2 separate regions of the Mus musculus genome follow, and region 2 is linked to region 1. A link is a contact called in public HiChIP or PLAC-seq data. All regions are on one chromosome and are shown on one strand. Each heading gives the region's core, a stretch centred on a gene start, on an enhancer-like site or on the middle of the called end of the contact. The rest is flanking DNA. Distances are from core to core; before and after follow the strand shown.

Region 1 (3,590 bases), core at 192-2,691:
TGGAGTGGAACGGAATCCTCTGAAGAGAGGGGAGAGAGCTCATCCCATCCCTCATGTCCCTGAGGACACAGGCAAAAACCACTGTCTGGAGGAAGAGAGGGCTCCTCACTGGACACCGGTGGATATCCGTGGGTGTCTTATCTTGGACCACTTAGCTTCAAGAACTAGAGCTCCACTGTTCCTGAGCCTTGGAGTCCACGGTATTCTATCAGAGCCACATGAGCTTAGCCAGGACAGTTTTGAAAGAGGTGCCTTGGAGGACCCTTAAGACCTCTACCTTTCCCCAGAGAAAGTCACAAATCCTGTGCATCTGGTCCATGGGTGAGAAGTTTGATACCTTTTTAGCCACAATAATCTCTGACTCAAACACTAATGCTTGGAGATACGATGTCACTCTCTAGGCTACTCTCTTGACTGCTAAGAAACTTCCCTCTCCTGAGGCTATTCAGAGGCTCCGAAAGCAACATACATTCCCCACTGGATTTCCCTTTTCTTGCCCAGGTTAGCCTGGAACTTACTCTCTAGCCCAATCCTGATACCCCTGCCTCAGCCTCCTCAGTGCTAAGATTACAGGTATGAGCCACAAGTTAAATTTACCCTCCCCCTTCCTGAGCGTGGGACATTGAATGGACTCTGATGACCAGTCTCTAGTTGTATTGATTTTTAAAAAGATTTTTTCTTTTATTGAAAATAGATTTTTTTTCCTCAAATAATATGTCCTGATAATGGTTTCCCCTCCCTCTACTCCTCCCAGTTCCTCCACATCTCCCTCCTAGCTGGATCCACCCCCAACAGGCTTCTAAGGGATAAAATAATAAGATAAAACAAAAACTAACACATCAGAAAAGGACAAAACAAAACAGACTCACACTCTGGAATCCCATAAAACCCCTAAACTGGGACTCTAATTAATATATATATATATATCCCATAGGGTTCAAAAAGAAGGAAAGGAATGACAGAAAAATAAATGAATATATAAATAAAAGAAGCTATAAAAGTATTTTTACAAATGAATTCAGTGGCACCTGAAAGTAACACTGTAAACAGTTAAATAGCTCCTGCTAACTGAGAGTCAAAATGCCACATAAATTCTGAGTGCATAAATACACAAAAATATTTGGAAAAGTGAGAAAGGTGATTTTATTGCCTGTCTAATAAATCATACGTAGAAATGATCTAGGCTAACGAGTACCTTCATGTTTCAGAAGATGATGAATGATGGAGTCTCTGCTCCTGGTTAGTATCTTTAAAGAGATTCTTGGCTGTCAAGCCCCAGCTCTCCCACTGAGCCCTGCCCGCTGAAGGGTTGCAAGACATTCTTTTAGGGCACCAACCCCCAACCCCCACAAGTCCTCCTGAAAAGGCCTTGGCCAGCCCCGGGTTTGTCAATCAGCATTCACCTAGTAGTCCTAGGGGGTGGGAGAAACCATGGCAACCGCAGTACTGGCAGGCAGGAAGCTGTTTACTGGTCTTGGAGTCCCTACGGTAAGGGTTAGGAAGCTAATGAGCCTTAGTCCCTACCCAACAGCCAGCCAAAAAGTTGGGAAGGAAAGCATTGGTATTCCGGGTGCTGATCAATCCAACACACGTTTATGGGTTCTCACTATGTGACGCATGTCGGGGGACAATGGAGCAGCTCCGCCACCACCCACCACCCACCCCCGAGCCCCAAGAGAAGTACCCCTGAAGTAGCAGGGAGAACTCCAGAAAGCTTACATAGCCCAGGAGCAGGCTGGAAGGGAGAGTGTGGAGGAGTGGGCTTGCATAGAGCAGAGAGAAAATCTGCCACCGTGCACACTTTGAACTGGTCCAGAGGACGGGCTGAGAAGACAGGCAGGACGGACAGTCCAGGGTTAGAGAGAGTTTCTGCAATGCCCAGAGGCTTGGGCAAGCAAGTGGCTTTTAAGAGCAGCAGACCCTGGAGGCTGGGGGACCTTGACAGTGCAGATGTGAATAAGAAGTCACCAGAGAGGATTGTGTTGAGGGCAGAGATGCAGGAAATCCAGTCATCCCAAAAACCCACGGGTGCAGACAAAGCCACTAAACCCCTCCCCCCCCAACCCCCTAATTAACTAATTAGAAATTCAGAAATAACCAGGAAAATTGACGCCTAGTGAGACAGTCTACAGAGTCTAGATACTGCTACTGAACTTAACCCATTACTCCAAAAAAGGGCCCAGCCGAGCCAGGGAGGCCAGACTATCTTGATTAGACTGTAGTGAGCTCTCTCTCCACCAAGGGTGTGTCAGGGAAGCACATGTAGGAACTTGACTTTCATCCCAACTGGAACCAGGTCTCTCTGCCCCTATGTCATGGTGTCTGTCTGGACTAAGGGATTGCCTTCCTAACCCTGTGTTGTATTGTAGGGGCCTTCCACCAGTGGTCTCCCCACCGGGCTGCTGGGTCACAGTAGGAGCTGGAACTCTAGTTCTGTCTCCACAGCAATAAGGAGTCTCCATATACCTTGGTTGTCAGTGGAGGCAAGTGATGTGTTTATAAAAAGATAAAGAGAGAGGGGATATGTTTTGGTGGATGTGTGATGAGGTATGGGGGAAGGGGGTGCCTCTGCAGGCCCACGCTGAGGCATCTCTTCCTCCTGAGGGACAATGGTATAGAGTTTATTCAGGGCATGGGGAGGGGAGTTGAGAGGGTAGGAGAGAGAGAGAGAGAAAGAGAGAGGGAGAGGAGAGGAGAGGAGAGGAGAAGAGAGGAGAAGAGAGGAGAAGAGAGGAGAAGAGAGGAGAAGAGAGGAGAAGAGAGGAGAAGAAGAGAGGAGAAGAGAGGAGAAGAGAGGAGAGGAGGCAGGCCATGAGCACATGGGGCAGGGGAGAGAATGGAGGGGAGAAGGGGCAAGAGGACAGAGTGGGGACCGGAAGGCAAGAGCAAGGGGATGAGAGTGGAGGGGGCAAGAAGCCCCTTTTTATAGTGAGTCAGGCATACCTGGCTGTTGTCAGGTAACTCTGGGGCAGAGCTTAGACAAAATGCTAACAGCAAGTGCAAACTTTCCTTCCAAATGACTGTGTCCAGGAGCCACCTCCCTTTGCCTTTAGGGGAGATCTTGGAGAACATTGACCCAAACAACAAATTTTCGTGAAACCCACATATGCTCTAAATACATTTGGTACTCATTCTCATGTCACACCAAGAGCAAGAAGATTTCAGTGTTAATAAGAGTCATCATCCATCATCCTCATCAATAAGGCTATATTTAATCCCTAGCACTCCTGTAAAAAGCCAGGCATGGTGACCTGTGCCTGTAATCCCGGGGCTGGGGAGGCTGGGACAGATCTCTGCCTCGATGAGTAGCCAGACTAGAAGCAACAGTGAGCTCCAGGTTCCACGAGAGAGTCTGCCTCCAAGTTAAGATGGAGAGGGATTGAAGATAAATGGGACCAACTACTGGCCACCATGCACATATGCATATGCCCCTGCACACATATGTGCAAACACACGTGAACGCGCACGCACACACACACACCAAAAGAGTTCAAGCACCTGTAATAAGAGTGCTTCAGTGAGCAATTGCAAATGTGTGTGAAACAAATGAGGGAAGAGAAACCCTCAGTGGAAAAATGGGCAAATCCAGG
Region 2 (3,967 bases), core at 1,308-3,807, 550 kb after region 1:
TTATTTGGTTATCATGACTAAGTTACAACAGCACTTCACCATTCTAGCTCGTCTACCTTTACATTTATTTCCTAGCAAGCAGTGTTTACAGAAAACATCCCTATTAATACCTGTCAGACAAAAATCATTTTTTTCCAACCATGTTGCTTCTGGGGTTCCAACTCAGGTCCCAGGCTTGGTGGCAAGCACTTTTACCCAGTGATCCATCTCACTAAGCCCTTTATACCCGTCACCCTGTAGGTCCATATTATACTTTATGTTTGACATCTTACTCCATAACCTTAAAAGGACTGATTCTAAATGTACCCTTGTAGGATAATTAATATGCTGATTTTGAGAAAAACAACATGTTGAATAAAAAATTAACAGTTAAGAAGTGTTAGGATTTAGCGCGTGCCTGTGGTCTAGCACTCTGAAGGCTGATGAAGGACCACAAAAATGTCAAGGCCAGCATGGGCTACAAACATAGTGAGGTCTAACCTAGCTATGCTACAGAGTAAAGAGTTCTAAATTCTGAAATGGGAATCTGGTAAACTAAGTAATGAATCAGTTTCATCACTAAATTTGCTGTGACCTACTGCTTTGAACCTCAGTTTCTCTCCACAGTACAAAGCTGCTACAGGAATTCATAATATAGAACCCAAATCTAGCACTCAACAGAATACTAGTACTGTTTTTCATGCCCATCAGGCCGATGATGAACACCATCAATTAACCTATCAATTTCAATACTAGAGCACTGTTGAGTTCTTGGAATTTAATTAAAAACATTACCCCTATTTCCTAGGAAATCAGGTATTTTCGGGGGTGCTGTATTTGGGGATTTTCGTAAACTTTTATTAAACCTAAGATTTTACTGCATGTTTTTTTAAAAGATTTATTTATGTGTTTTATCTGCATGGCCCGTGGAGGTCATCGGATACCCTGAAACTGGAGTCAAGGACAGTTGTAAATCACCATGGGTTCTGAGCAGGGTCCTCTGCTAAAGCAACAAGTGATCTTAATCCCTGAGCTGCCATCTCTCTAGGCCCTCTTCTCACTTTCTAAAAGCCAAAGCATCTTATATTGTATGTGAAGACAAAACTTAATGGAGTTACAATTGGTAACTACTGACTACCTGACCTGGGAACCTGCTCAGGTCCTCTGGAAAAGCAACACGTGCTCTTAACTACTGAGCAGTCTCTCCAGGCCTTAACTAAAATATCCTTAAATAGGATGCTCCAACAGAATCCTTGACAGTAACCTTAAAGTAGGGTAAAAAAGAAATCTAGCTGCATTTAGTTGTTAAAATGTCTAAATCATTTCAAGTAATAAAATGGACATCTAATTTTAAAAACAAAACAAAAAACCCTACAAATGCAATCGTCATAATTTACAAAGAACGAAAGAAAGAAATCAGGCTGAGCCAGCAAGCATAAGACACACAGTTTACTAAGTAACGAAACAGTATCCTTCTCCTTACTTTTGCTCCCTATGTGAAATCCTGTTTATAATACCGACTCGTCCTGCTCAAACACCCTCACCAAACTATTTCGTGGTAGTTGTTAGACTTCAGCTAATAAGTACCTGGGAACCTGCCACAGAGTCAGTTTTCCAAAACGCGAAACCCACAAAGAGTAGGTCTTGAACCAAGTTTTGCCCCAACGACCTTGGTCCTAAAGATTAGCCTCTCTCCCTCCGGCCGGTCCGTCCACGTGCCGCCTGCTGCGGTTACCCAGAACAGTCTGCATGTCAGGCAAAGAGCTAGGGGACCCGATCCACAAGAGAACGAGGGTTGCTAACAGCACCCAGACTATGCCATCCCTCTCCTAACAGGATCAACTCCCCAGCGTCATGCACACAGTCCCAAGAATGTTCCCTAACCCAAGTCCTGCGGGGTTCACCCTGTGCCTTGCTCTGCTACCCAGTCTGCCTAGCGAGGTATGGAGCGAAGCTGGCGGCACAGGAAACTCTCCATCTTACACCACTACACCCCAGTGCCAGGCGGAGGAACAAGGCGGTCAGGGAAGGAGACAGCACTAGAAAGTAAAGAACCAAGGCAAGAGGAAAGTAGGATGGAGAATCCTGCGCCACGCCACCACCACCTCCACTTCAGGGTTCATCCCAAGGCCCTTCCTGGCCACCAACCCAGCGGACAGCAGGCCTGACCAGGGAGAGCCAGCCGGAGTCCCACTAATCCCCCGTTTCTCCGGACCCGGCGTCCTCACCATCAGAACTTTGGCCGCGTTCTCCAGCTGAGCGATCACTTCTGGGGGCCCCAGCGCCGCCGCCATCATGGTCTCTCTTCAATGACGCGCCATGCGCTGCATTCTGGGAGCAGGCGCCGCGGCCGGCCAATCGCCGCCGCGACCCCGGCGCCTCTCGCGCCTCCCGGGCTGTCGCAGCAGCCGTCGGCGTCGCGCCCCCAGCGGCCTGACGGGACCGCCGATTCCTGAGCAGCTGGAAGGAGACAAGCGTGAGCCCGGTCGCGGCGCTGGGAGGAGGGCGGCGGCAGCCGGCACCGGGCGAGGCCGAGCGGTTGGCTCTGTCAGCCGCGGCCGGGCATCCCGCGCGGGTCTGGGGCCTGCGCATGCGTGGTTCCCTGCTGGGTGCGGGCCGCGAGGTCCTGGACCGGAGCCGCGCAGCCCGTTAGCTGCGGGTTAAGGTTTGGGTGTCCTGCCCGTGCGGGAGCTTCCTCTCGCTCCCATAGGCTGTCCGGTGTGGAGCAGGATCTCTTAGCCTTGGAAGCGCTCTCCTAAGGGTGCGTCTACGCCCAGAATTCATGCCTCCCGCTCCGCGGTTCATTCCGCTGTGAGAAAAGGGCATCCGTGGACGAAATGCTTGGTTTTCTTGATTTTTGAAACCCTCTCCCTAACCACTTGGCTTCCTGAAGTCAGTAAGGGCTCAGCTGCCGCCAGCTTTGGACTTCAGGAGTTTATAATAGCAATGCTAAGTACAGAATCTGCGAGGAAAGGTGCGTTACAGTAACTTCAACGCGCTGTCTTCTCTCCGGTTCTTTAAGGTTTTGTTTTTCAAAGTCTACGTCCAGGAAAGTGATCCCGACATCAGCTAGTTCAATGTTCAAAAGGTGGTCTAGTTGAAGTATTTGTATGTTTCGACCTGACAGCTCCATTTTCTGAGTTTTGTTGACTGCCTGTTCTGCTTTCTGGGGAAAATCCACGTTTTTGAGTTCCTTCTGTAGACTTCCTGGTTTTCCCAGAGATTTGTAAGTCTGCCCTCCGCCCCTTTGAGGTTTTGTGTCTTCGAAATAGAATTGCATTAATTTTTAAATGATTTATTTTTTATTTTATGTGCATTGTTTTGTGTGCATGTATGTCTGTGTGAGAGTGTCAAATCCCCAGCAACTGGAGTTACTGATGATTGTAAGGGTGCTGGAACTGAACCTGAGTCCTCTGGAATTGCAGCCAGTGCTTTTAACCACTAAGCTATCTCTCTATTACTATTGTTTCTATTGAAACAAATGTAAATTCTTCTCTTCACCCCACCCACTCTCAGTGCCTTTATTTATTTATTTTATATGTAAATACACTGTAGCTGACTTCAGACTCCACAGAAGAGGGCATCAGATCTCACTATGGATGGTTGTGAGCCTCGATGTGGTTGCTGGGATTTGAACTCAGGACCTTCAGAAGAGCAGTCAGTGCTCTTAACCGCTGAGCCATCTTTCCAGCCCCTTTTCTTGTGTTTTTAACAGGATTTTTCTATTCACGCTGTAGACCAGGCCAGCCTCAAACACAAAGATCCACCTGCCCTCTGCCTCCTCAGTGCTGGGATTAAAGGCATGGCCAATCGGTTTTTTGTTTGTTTGTTTGGATTTTTTTGACTTCTCTACTATTTTTGAGAAGTAAATTAATGAGATTTTTTTTTTTTTGCTTGAGAAATAAAAGTGTCTTTCATTTCATTACCAGATGACAAAATTAGTTGAAGTGCTGTTAATGGTGGTTTTCCTGTTGAGATTTGTGTGAAC

What was found. HiChIP or PLAC-seq counts read pairs in DNA pulled down with a chosen protein or histone mark.
Region 2: an H3K4me3 HiChIP or PLAC-seq map of neural progenitor cells shows a contact between it and region 1, with 5 times the contacts expected there. The contact joins the promoter of Xpo4 here to the enhancer-like site in region 1. A contact is called at or near these places in 6 of 39 promoter capture datasets (the 3T3-L1 cell line, the HPC-7 cell line, cranial neural crest and 3 more), 2 of 115 datasets of contacts at active chromatin or transcription factors (astrocytes and neural progenitor cells) and 1 of 9 other capture datasets (pancreatic islet).

What each region holds. Positions count from the first base shown.
Region 1 is chr14:57,114,595-57,118,184 of GRCm38.p6, forward strand. No RefSeq gene overlaps it. Among named protein-coding and RNA genes, the nearest start is that of Gjb2, 12 kb to the left of the region's middle. Within about 2 kb of position 1,442, at least 46 of the 459 cell types and tissues checked have an H3K27ac peak or open chromatin away from gene starts, as enhancers often do. A contact at or near this core is called in astrocytes and neural progenitor cells, where this site is marked.
Region 2 is chr14:57,662,681-57,666,647 of GRCm38.p6, forward strand. Xpo4 (exportin 4) reads right to left here and starts at 2,558. Exons shown (of 23, transcript NM_020506.2): 1 at 2,208-2,558. The coding sequence starts at 2,276.